2 separate regions of the Muntiacus reevesi genome follow, and region 1 is linked to region 2. Evidence: chromatin contacts called from public Hi-C data. All regions are on one chromosome and are shown on one strand. Each heading gives the region's core, a stretch centred on a gene start, on an enhancer-like site or on the middle of the called end of the contact. The rest is flanking DNA. Distances are from core to core; before and after follow the strand shown. Region 1 holds the start of DNAJC24 (DnaJ heat shock protein family (Hsp40) member C24). Region 2 holds the start of IMMP1L (inner mitochondrial membrane peptidase subunit 1).

Evidence for each region. Hi-C and Micro-C count contacts between places; a contact is called where the count stands out from the background.
Region 1: a contact with region 2 is called in a Hi-C map of muscle, with 3 times the contacts expected there. The contact joins the promoter of DNAJC24 here to the promoter of IMMP1L in region 2. A contact is called at or near these places in 2 of 3 Hi-C or Micro-C datasets (blood and muscle).

What each region holds. Positions count from the first base shown.
Region 1 is chr9:29,422,375-29,428,256 of mMunRee1.1, reverse strand. DNAJC24 (DnaJ heat shock protein family (Hsp40) member C24) reads left to right here and starts at 3,698. Exons shown (of 5, transcript XM_065943916.1): 1 at 3,698-3,775; 2 at 4,595-4,707. The coding sequence starts at 4,597.
Region 2 is chr9:29,278,965-29,284,297 of mMunRee1.1, reverse strand. It overlaps IMMP1L (inner mitochondrial membrane peptidase subunit 1), which reads right to left and starts at 2,849. Exons shown (of 7, transcript XM_065943917.1): 1 at 2,735-2,849. It overlaps ELP4 (elongator acetyltransferase complex subunit 4), which reads left to right and starts at 2,960. Exons shown (of 10, transcript XM_065943911.1): 1 at 2,960-3,212. The coding sequence starts at 2,990.

The sequences.
Region 1 (5,882 bases), core at 2,449-4,948, 140 kb before region 2:
TCCAAAAGTCTACAAGCAATAAATGCTGGAGAGGGTGTGGAGAAAAGGGAACCCTCTTACACTGCTGGTGGGAATGCAAACTAGTACAGCCACGATGGAGAACAGTGTGGAGATTCCTTAAAAAACTGGAAAGAGAACTGCCATATGACCCAGCAATCCCACTCCTGGGCATACACACCGAGGAAACCAGATCTGAAAGAGACACATGCACCCCAATGTTCATCGCAGCACTGTTTATAATAGCCAGGACATGGAAGCAACCTACATGCCCATCAGCAGACGAATGGATAAGAAAGCTGTGGTACATACACACAATGGAATATTACTCAGCCATTAAAAAGAATTCATTTGAATCAGTTCTAATGAGATGGATGAAATTCGAGCCCATTATACAGAGTGAAGTAAGCCAGAAAGATAAAGACCAATACAATATACTAACGCACATATATGGAATTTAAAAAGATGGTAATGATAACCCTATATGCAAAACAGAAAAAGAGACACAGATGTACAGAATAAACTTTAGGACTCTGTGGGAGAAGGTGAGGGTGGGATGTTCTGAGAGAATAGCATTGAAACAAGTATACTATCAAGGGTGAAACAGATCGCCAGCTCAGGTTGGATGCATGAGACAAGTGCTCAGGGCTGGTGCACTGGGAAGACCCAGAGGGATGGGATGGGGAGGGAGGCGGGAGGGGGGATTGGGATGGGAAACACATGTTAATACATGGTTGATTCATGTCAATGTATGGCAAAAACCACTACAATATTGTAAAGTAATTAGCTTTCAACTAATAAAAAAAAATAAAAATAAAAGTGGATTCTGGTATAAAAAAACAGATAAGTTCAGATTTTAAGACAACTGATCTGTTTTTTCAATAAACTAATAGCAAGAAAAAGGGAGAAAAGAAGGTAGTAGTTAAGTATTGGGACTGCTATAGCTTAAAAGATATTTAAGAGAGAATAACCAAATGCAGTGTGTAGATTCTGGTTTCTGACTCAAGCAAACCAACCATAAAAAAACAATTCTGAGACAATTAGGGAAATGTAAACAAGCACTAGATTTGGATAATATCAATTAATTACTGGTAATTTTGGAGGACTAATGACTTAATGGAGATGAGATAAAAAGTTGCAAACGAAAGTATGCTTTACAGATGTAAACTAAAATATGTTATTATGAAATGACAGAACACATGGGATTTGGTGGGGACAAAAAAAGTGTACCTCTTTCTATATTAAAAAATAAATACACGAAAGTTGAGATACTATGATTAGAATTTTGTTCAAAAAAGCGATAAGAGAGATAACACAATACATTAATGCAATCATAAATCAAAATAAAGTGCTCTTTCTATAAAAAAAACTGAAGGGTTTGAGTATAATTATCTATACAAAGATCGTCTATGCGGTGGTAAAAGGAAGTTTGAGGGCCAGAGAAATTTAAAGTGGTGACATTCTGATAGTACTGTATAAGAAGGTCTTCAGAATAACACAGTTCTGTCATTTTAGGTATACTTAGGGCCACACAGAATGTTGGAACCAAGCATGAAAATCAGATCTTCTTACTTAGTATTGATATAAAGGTGGCTGTGTCTGCCTTTACACATGACAAAATCCTATGAGGAACCTAAACTATACTTTTCCTTTTAGATTTTTAAACTTTTCTGTATCATTCAGTTATTCAGTTATAGTTTGGTGAAAGTCGCTCAATTGTGTGAAACTCTTTGTGGCCCCATGGACTGTAGCCTGCCAGTCTCCTCTGTCAATGGAATTCTCCAGGCAAGAACATGGAGTGGGTAGCCATTTCCTTCCCCAGGGGATCGTCCTCACCCAGGGATCAAACCCTGGTCTCCTGTATTGCAGATCCATTCTTTACTAGCTGAGCTACCCGGAAACCATCAATAAATAACTGACCATATCAAAATATCTTTTTCAATGTGCTTAGAGTTTGTCTCGACTGCTTCTCAAATGGATATTTGGTAGAAGATTAAAAAAAAAAAAAAAAAAAGGAAAATAAATCTAAGGAGTAACATCAACAAAACTACCTTAACATTTCCAAGTGAAATTTATATCATGCTGTGGAGAAAAAAGACACAGTTTTGACCTCCAGGTAAAATGCAAGAAAGAATAGTCAATATGTTATCGAGTCCAAGCTCACTCTGCTTGCCACAAACAGGCACCAATCCAAGAGATGAGAGGTTGAGGCAAGGAAGAGACTATAATTGGGGAGCCAGCTGATGGAGAAGATGGCAGGCTAGCACCTCAAAATAACCATCTTACAGGGCCTGGATGCCAGGTTCTTTTATAGATCAGACATGGGGGAAGGTGAGGAGGCAAAGTTAAAAAAGCCATTAATATTGCAAACATCTCCCAGAATGGCAAACCTCAGGCAGAGGTTTTGTTAATTTCTTCCTTCCTGCCCCCTACAGGTGGACAGGGTTCTGAACAAAGGCACTCTAGTTTAACGGTCAGGCAGAGGGGCAGGATTCTTTAAGGCTGGCCATCATTCTGTACGATTATAACAGAAGTGAAATCAAGTCAAAGAAACAGTATGAACACGGAATCAGAATTGGCTTCTCTGCAACAAATCTAAGGTAAGCAGCACAGAGATTTGACAGTAAAAGGGAACAACAGGACGAACGACAGGGAGAGGAAAGTGCCCATTTGGAGTACCCAATAACTACCTCAAAGTGAGCGTTTTATTTTGCTTTTTCTGTGAGTTTGAACGATGTCATTGCTGCCCTGCGAATAGGAAGACTTGCTAAGAGTGTGAAAGGACTTTGAAAAGTTTTCATTTTTCACGTCGGTTTCTAAAATCTAAAAGAAATAAGTTGAACATCTCTTCCAAAAAAACAGTATTAAAACTGAAAAACTTTGGGCTTCCCTGGTAGCTCGCCGGTAAGGAATCTGCCAGCAAAGTAGGAGAAACCAGTTTGATTCCAGGGTTGGGAAGATCCCCTGGAGAAAGACTAGGCTACCTACTAAAATATTCTTGGGCTACCTTGATGTCTCAGATGGTAAAGAATTCACCTGCAGAACGGGAGACCTGGGTTCAATCCCTCGGTTGGGAAGATCCCCTTGAAAAGGACATGGCAACCCACTAAAGTAAAATCTAAAAGAAACAATTAAGTTGAACATCTCTTTCGGAAAAAAAAAATATTTATATTTATATAAAAATATAAATATATTTTTTAATTTATATTTTACAAACAAAAACTTTGTACTCAGCATAGGTTTTAGTTCTCTTAGCTTTGGAATGAGAACATGCCAGAGTAGTCTAAGGAGAAGGGAGGAATCAGTTCTTGTCACCCTTCTCATCGACCTCCACCCGCTCTAATCCCAATCATCCCCCGTCATGGTACTGCAGTCGTCAACCGGGAAAGGGCAGGGGGCTGCAGTGGGTAGGTAATGTGGGGGGAGTTTTGGGGAAGGCGGAGGAAGCTTGGAGGGGGGTGCTGGGGGTACTCGCTGAGAAAGAGGAGAGAAACGACAGTCTGAGAGCCAGGACGACAGCGAGCTAGAACTAGGCGAAGGAAGCCTTTTCCCACCGCGCCCGCACTTACTGTTGGTAAACTCCTGAGGTAGAGGCGAATGGGTTACCATAGCGACCGCGTCCAGAGGGCGGAGCGGCGCTTCCGATCGGTGCCCTCGCCATTGCGGCTCGGCTGGAAACTTGCCGGCGTTAGAGCAGTGACTTCCGGCGGAAGCAGAAGCTGGTTCCGAGGTTTGGCAAAATGCAGGCGCGGAGTGGGCTCTAGTGGCTCTAGTGTTGGTAAGTTTGCGATCGAGTGGATCCAGGAGAGGGTACGAGTCTGTGGCTGGGCGACACAGCGCACTATGAGTGCAGTGGATTTCCGAGTCCCAGTTTTGAGGAAGCCCCGGATGTCTCGTTGAGTTTGCGGCTGTGGGAAGAAGTTGCCTGGTTCTGGGGCTCCTGGCGGGTTCTCTTCGGTTCGGGAGGGCTGTCACGTCTGCCCCTGAACGGTTTCAGGAGCTCTTTGCGAGGTCTGAGTGCCTGTCCAATAATTGAGGGGTTGTTGCTCTCCACCTGCCAGTGCTGCCTGGCTTTTGGCATGTTATTCTTTGAAGATAACCTGAAAGACAAGAAGTGAACTGGAGATATTAAGAGGAAATGCTCCCAAATTGATATTAATTCCTCGTTTTGCTTTTTAAGAATATTCATTTTATAAACACTTATTAAACTCTAGTATGTTTAGTTGAATACCTACTGTGTGTCGCTTTTACCAAGAGACTAGCAGAAACACCTTTCTTAAAAGGTCATCCACCGCTCGGGTTCATTATCGAAATTTTTTTTTTTCTTACGCTATTGTATATTCGTTCATTTAAGATATAAGCGTATATCATGAACCATCTAACAGACTTTTCCACATTTTTCTGTATACTTAAACGTGAAATTCTTGGGGCGTTTCAAATGAAAATATTTGCTTTTTCAGGCTTGCATCATTATCATGACTTAATGTTACAGAACTTAGGGAAGCTGTACCTAGTTATTTCCCAGATATACACAAACTGTAATGAATTGTCAATATTTCTATTCCGCTGATCTGAAAAGGACCACTTTTTGTTCAAGGGATGATGGCGTTTGAGCAGATACCAAAAAAGGATTGGTACAGCATTCTGGGAGCAGACCCATCTGCAAGTGTGTCAGACCTAAAACAAAAGTATCAAAAACTCATTTTAATGGTAAGTCTTTTGTTTTCGATTCTGTGTTGCAGGGGGAAAATAGGGTTTTTTATGTGACCAGAAATACAGGTTTCTGTACCATGAATATGTGATATCAAAGCAGGAATCAAAAGTATTAATTTGGTTAATTGAAAGTTTCAGTATTAGTGTAAAAGAAAAGCGTTGATTTGAAGTGGAATTGCATAGTGATTTGAACCATATCTGAGTCGTGCTGATTGGTTTAAAATCCTGATTCTACCACTAATTAATCTTGGGAACTCGGGCAAGTTATTTTCCCCTATATTTTCCTTGTGTTGGCTAAAGTCATGTTCCATTCTTTGTGAGCACGGACTGTAGCCTGCCAGGCTCCTCTATCCATGGAATTTTCCAGGCAAGAAATACTGGAGTTGGTTGCCATTTCCTTCTCCAGGGTATCTTCCCCACCCAGGGATCAAGCCTGCATCTCCTGCATTGGCAGACAGATTCTTTACCACTGAGCAACCTCAGGGAGTATTAAATGAAATAATCTGTGTGAATTTCCTTGAAGTGTGTAATGTAGTAAGCAACATTAGCATCCAGTAAACATTAGCTTCCTGTGGCTATTATGCACCTGAAACTTGGCTAGTCAAAAATGAGGTGTGCTATAAGAATAAAACAGACATTGGGTTTTGGAGGCTTAGTACAGGAAAATAATATAAAATAATCTAAAATTTTTATGTTTATTAAATATTGAAGTGATAATGTTTTGGATATATTAGCTGTTTTACATATTTTATACATATGCAGTAAACATACTATCAAAATTGCCAGGCTTCCCTGGTGGCTCAGATGGTAAAGAATCATCCCGCAAGGCAGGAGACCTAGATTTGATCCCTGGGTTGGGAAGATCCCCTGGAGAAGGGAATGGCAGTCCACTCCAGTATTCTTGCCTGGAGAATTCCATGGACAGAGGAGCCTGGCAGACTACAGTTCATAGGGTTGCATATACCCTAAATGTATTATCAAAATTGACTTCATCAATCTGCTTTGTAAACATTGCGTATATGACTTGCATTTATAGTTTATATTATATCTTTATTGAATAATACTGGTTTAGGCCAGTTAAAGACTTGTTTTTCACTGATTTCATTCCTTTGTGAAATGGGTTGTGGTATTTATAAAGAGATAGTATCTTTCTAAACTACCATATTAATTTT
Region 2 (5,333 bases), core at 1,600-4,099:
GCTGGATCATCAAAAATGCAAGCGAGCTCCAGAGAAACATCTACTTTTGCTTTATTGACTATGCCAAAGGTTTCGACTGTGTGGATCACCTGTAGAAAATTGTTAAAGAGATGGGAATACCAGACCACCTGACCTGCCTCCTGAGAAATCTGTATTCAGGTCAAGAAGCAACAGTTAGAACCGAACAGGAAAGAGCAGACTGGTTCCAAATCGGGAAAGGAGTCTGTCAAGGCTGTATATTGTCACCCTGCTTATTTAACTTATATGCATATCATGAGAAATGCTGGACTGGATGAAGCACAAGCTGGAATCAAGATTGCTGGGAGAAATATCAATAACCTCAGGTATGCAGATGACAACACCCTTATGGCAGAAAGTGAAGAGGAACTAAAGTGAAAGAGGAGAGTGAAAAAGTTGGCTTAAAGCTCAACATTCAGAAAACTAAAATCATGGCATCAGGTCCCATCACTTCATGGCAAATACATGGGAAAACATGGAAACAGTGACAGACTTTATTTTCTTGGGCTCCAAAATCACCACAGATGGTGACTGCAGCCATGAAACTAAAAGACCCTTGCTCCTTAGGGAAAAGCTATGACAACCTAGACAGCATATTAAAAAGCAGAGACATTACTTTGCCAACAAAGGTCTGTCTAGTCAAAGCTATGGTTTTTTCCAGTAGTCATGTATGGATGTGAGAGTTGGACTATAAAAAAAACTGAGCGCCTAAGAATTGATGCATTTGAACTGTGGTGTTGGAGTAGGCTCTTGGGAGTCCCTTGGACAGCAAGGAGATCCAGCCAGTTCATCCTAAAGGAAATCAGTCCTGAACATTTATTGGAAGGACTGATGCTGAAGCTGAAACTCCAATACTTTGGCCATCTGATACAAGGAACTGACTCATTAGAAAAGACCCTGATGCTGGGAAAGACTGAACGCGAGAGGAGAAGGGGAAGACACAGGATGAAATGGTTGGATGGTATCACTGACTCAATGGACGTGAGTGTGTGTAAACTCTGGGAGTTGGTGATGGACAGGGAGGCCTGGGGTGCTGCAGTCCATTGAGTCGCAAAGAGTTGGACATGACTAAGCAACTGAACTGAACTGAAGATAATGTTGTACCAAAGATTATATGCTAACTTCAGGAATGCATGGGTGCACATCTTCCTGGATTGTAGTTAAAGTTGAAAAACAATTTTTCACTTTAGAAAACTAAAGGCTGAAGTAAACAGAGCAGAAAACAAGCGAATATGTAGTAAAGAAATCCATAGAAATTCAATATTTGTGTACTTCAAAGTTTTCAGAGCAGCAAAGCTGTCTAAGAAGTTCCTATTTGTTACTGGAGTGCTTTGTCACCTTCTGTTTTGGTCTTCTTGAGTGCTACTTACTTACTACAGAGCAATATTAATGTATATTGTTCACTGTGATCATTTTAACGGGTATGTTGTTATCTATGTGTTAATCTTATCTCCTCCAAATGAGAACTGTTTTTTTTTAACTTTGCCTTAAAATGACAAGTTTAGGTCCAAGCAGACAGTAAACCCTCAACAGTTACTTACTGAATGACTGACATCACAGAATTATACTGGTAAGACTCCAAATGAAAGCACCTAAACCATGATCAAGCTTTCCAGTTGATATACTGTTAAACTGCAACACTTTTTTTTTTCTGTACACTTTTCTTTAAAAACAAAAACCTACCAAAATGAAAAACTGGGGTCACTATGTAGCAATATAATCTCAAAGAGAATCAGCCAAAAAGTTTTTACAAGTCACTGAGATTTAAAACAATTCAATGGCAAGAGTTTCCATGAAGTTTTGATGTGTTTCAGAAGTATCATAGAAAAATGTCAAAACCAACAATAATTATTAGTGCAAGCATAATTTGGGACTCTTTTAGTTTACACATTTGTCAATCATGAATGCCTTCAAAGATTACTTACTCCAATCCCCTAGCCCATGCCCAGCTCAAAATTTTGAAAACAAAATTTAAATCCAAGGATTCGTGGCTTTTTTTGAAAATCTAGGTTACATGGCTTTTTTCATCATGTAAAATTCCTATTCTAATAAACTCTGGATTCAGAGTTCACAGATCACTTGAAAAAGAAAGCACATACACATCTAATTCTTACCAGTTTTTCGGGTAAAAAAAAAAAAAAAAAGTATTGTGTTATTTGCAGCTGCCTTAACAGCAAACGACAATTAAATGTGTGAACAAGGTTGTCAGAATAACACTTATCATTCACACCACTTATGGAAAGGCGCTCTAAGACTTCCAGAAGCACTAATTAAAATTAACGAAAGCAACTTACGGGGACGTGTCACGAGAGGTACAGTTTGTCATCTGCTGTTTGAAACAGAGGAAAACCAAATCGCCTCAAAGCTCCATAGTTTTTACTCTAATGTGTAAATCCACCCCAGCTGCCACCGGCACTGAGGAACCGAGGCCGGGCTCAACAAGCTACTCACTAAGGTAAGAGTTTCAATCCCTTCCATGTTACCCAACTGCTTAGAAAAAGACCTGAAGAGGATGCCGGAGGGAATTTTCTTTCAGAAATCAGAAAAGGCCTGGGGTGGGGGCGGTATCCTGTTTACTACAGAGAGGAGGAAAGTGCAGGGTCCTACTGAAAGTTGCTTGATATACCCCACCACCAGCCGCCTTCTTTTTTTTTTTTTTTAACTCAACGTGAATGAAGACATTCAAAACGAGAAGAACACTAATGATATTACCCACCTCTAGCCCCAAAGAACCCAGGAAGACTCTCATCCAGGACTCAGGTGGCTCTTTCTCACCTGGGCCTTGCAGAAGTCGGCCGTCCTGACGTAAACGCACTTTTCAGCAATGCGCCTTCCGATTGGTTGACTCGGGAGGGAGGCCTCAGTCCTATTGGCCTCAAGAGCCGAGGAGGCGGGAGTTTGGAGCTGACTGTGACAGGCCCGCGGCTTAAGCTCCCAGAGTTCTCATTGGGTCAACGCGGGAAGCCCCAAGATGGCGGCAGCAGGGACCTGCGGCACCGGCACCCGGAGTACTGGGTCTATAGTGGCGGCGGCCAGCACGAACAACGTCACCAGCTTCCAGCGTAGGGGTCCCAGAGCCAGCGGTGCCGACAGCGGCTCCTCTCGACTGGTGTCCATCGCGGGGACACGGCCGTCGGTGCGGAATGGACAGCTGCTGGTATCAACCGGGCTGCCTGCCCTGGACCAGCTCCTAGGTCGGTTCAGAACGGAGATCTGGGCTCAGCAGAGGGAAAAGAGGGAGGGGACTTTGCCGGGGTAGACACCCTGACCCCCCATCTCTTTCTCACCTCTCAGCATTCGGACTTGGAGAGGATGATTCAGTCTGATGGGAGGAGGAAGGGTTGCATGGAGACTTTAAATGCTGTTAATCAGATCTGGTTTTGTGCTCCCACTTTCTACTTTGGTGCCCACCAGCCTTTTTCTCCATTACGACAGGAAACCTACATGCTTTTTACCCTCACGTGCATTCCTAGTCAAGGGCAATCACTGATGATTGGAGACGATTTGGCGTTCATCTAGGATCCCGTCCCGGTCTTTGAATGCACCCTTATGTGAATCCCAGATAACCCATGGTTTGGGCTAACCTACAGAAGTTTGTATCACTTGAGACAGATGGGAATCAATAGAAAATGCTGAAAAAAGTAACGTCCCCTCTTTCGCCGCCTGACTGCTTATCTCCTGTTGCTGAATCTTTAAACTAATCATATTGACTTTAAAAGAATGTATGTTAAAAGCTTAGGTGCATCCAAGTAATGAAAGCTTGTCTTTGACCTTAAGAGAGGTACCCAGTATCTGCGTTAAATATATGTATATTTGTCTTTGTTATTTTTTCTCTATATTTTGCTTCCCAGAGTTACATCTCAAACGATGTTTAAAATCATTTTACATTTTAACGAGAAAAAGAAGTCCAGATTTTAGGCTTTCCAAAATCTCTGGAATTTTTCTTGAGAAGGCTGCTAAAGAATATGCTTGATTAATAACCATTATGTTGAAAAGACTGAACAGATTAGATAGGTAGGGCAAAGCTGCTGTGTTAATAAAGCTTGTAAAGTAGTTGATTCCTATCAGAATGCTATTTTACTAAAATTGGTCCATGTTTGTATTTCATAATTTTATTATTATAGGGTGAGATGTGTCAGTTAAGCCTTGTACACTTTCATAAAATATTACAAATGAGATTGTTCTTGTACTTCCCTTGTCATTTTCACTCTGTAATTTTTTTCCCCACAGGTAGACTTTTGAGATAGGTTTAGCAATAGAAAGGCCAATGAGAAAGAGTATGGCTTCTTACCTCTGTTACTTTATGACCATAACTGGATCCTGGTTATTTCTACGTAAATTTAAATAATAAATTTGAATGTTTTCCCTTAATTGTTTCAACTCTGTTGCCTTCCTAAATTGCATGGTACTATAAACAGAAATGATTCAAAATATCTAGTTAGCAAATATTTATCTCACTTTTTTTCCCTTATGAGTTTAACTTGGGGTCATCCTGTATCTATATGTAAAACTTGGAGGCTGTTCCTAGTCCTTAATTTTGTTTTCTTTTTTTTTTTTTTGGTAACTCAGTGGAGATATGTAACTTCATTCACTGATCCTGAAACTCTCCAAACAAAAAGGTCACGTTTCTCACATTACATCTTCAGTTCCTCATTAGAATAACAAAATGTAACTAGCACAGTACCTGATACTTATAGATTCTAAATAAGTTCTTGGTTTAAAGAAAAATAATGTGTAGGAAAAAGCATGCACAGATTATGAAACATGTAGGATGGAATTATGTGTTTGAGCTCTAAAATCAGACATGGCGATTAACTGACATGAATAGAGTCACAAAACTAGTGACAGTCTGGCTGATCTTCAGGCTCCACATTTAATGCTCTACACTATGCTGCATTTGCTTCAAATTTTTGACACCTCTTTTCAGGTGTTTTTAACCATTTATTGAATCTAAGCCTAAAGATTTAACTGTAATAGCTTTTACAGCACCCACCAGAAAGGTGACCCAAAGCACCTTCCTTGTGTTTTTTTACAGTGATATAAACTTGAACTGTAATTTTAAATTTCTCCAGATTTGCTTGAAGTAGGGGAATTTATTTATTTGACTCTAACAAGATTATGCTAAAAATTAGTGTTCATTAAAATGATTGAAATAATATCAGTTTTTTGATATTTTGAAATATATTTTGCATGTATACAGTTAATTCTCAAATTGCACAGAAGTTGAAGACATTCTTATAATAGGAGTTACTACATTTGGAATAATAAAATGTCTAGAAATATTTTAGTTGTTAACTTCCTAATGGCATTTTTAT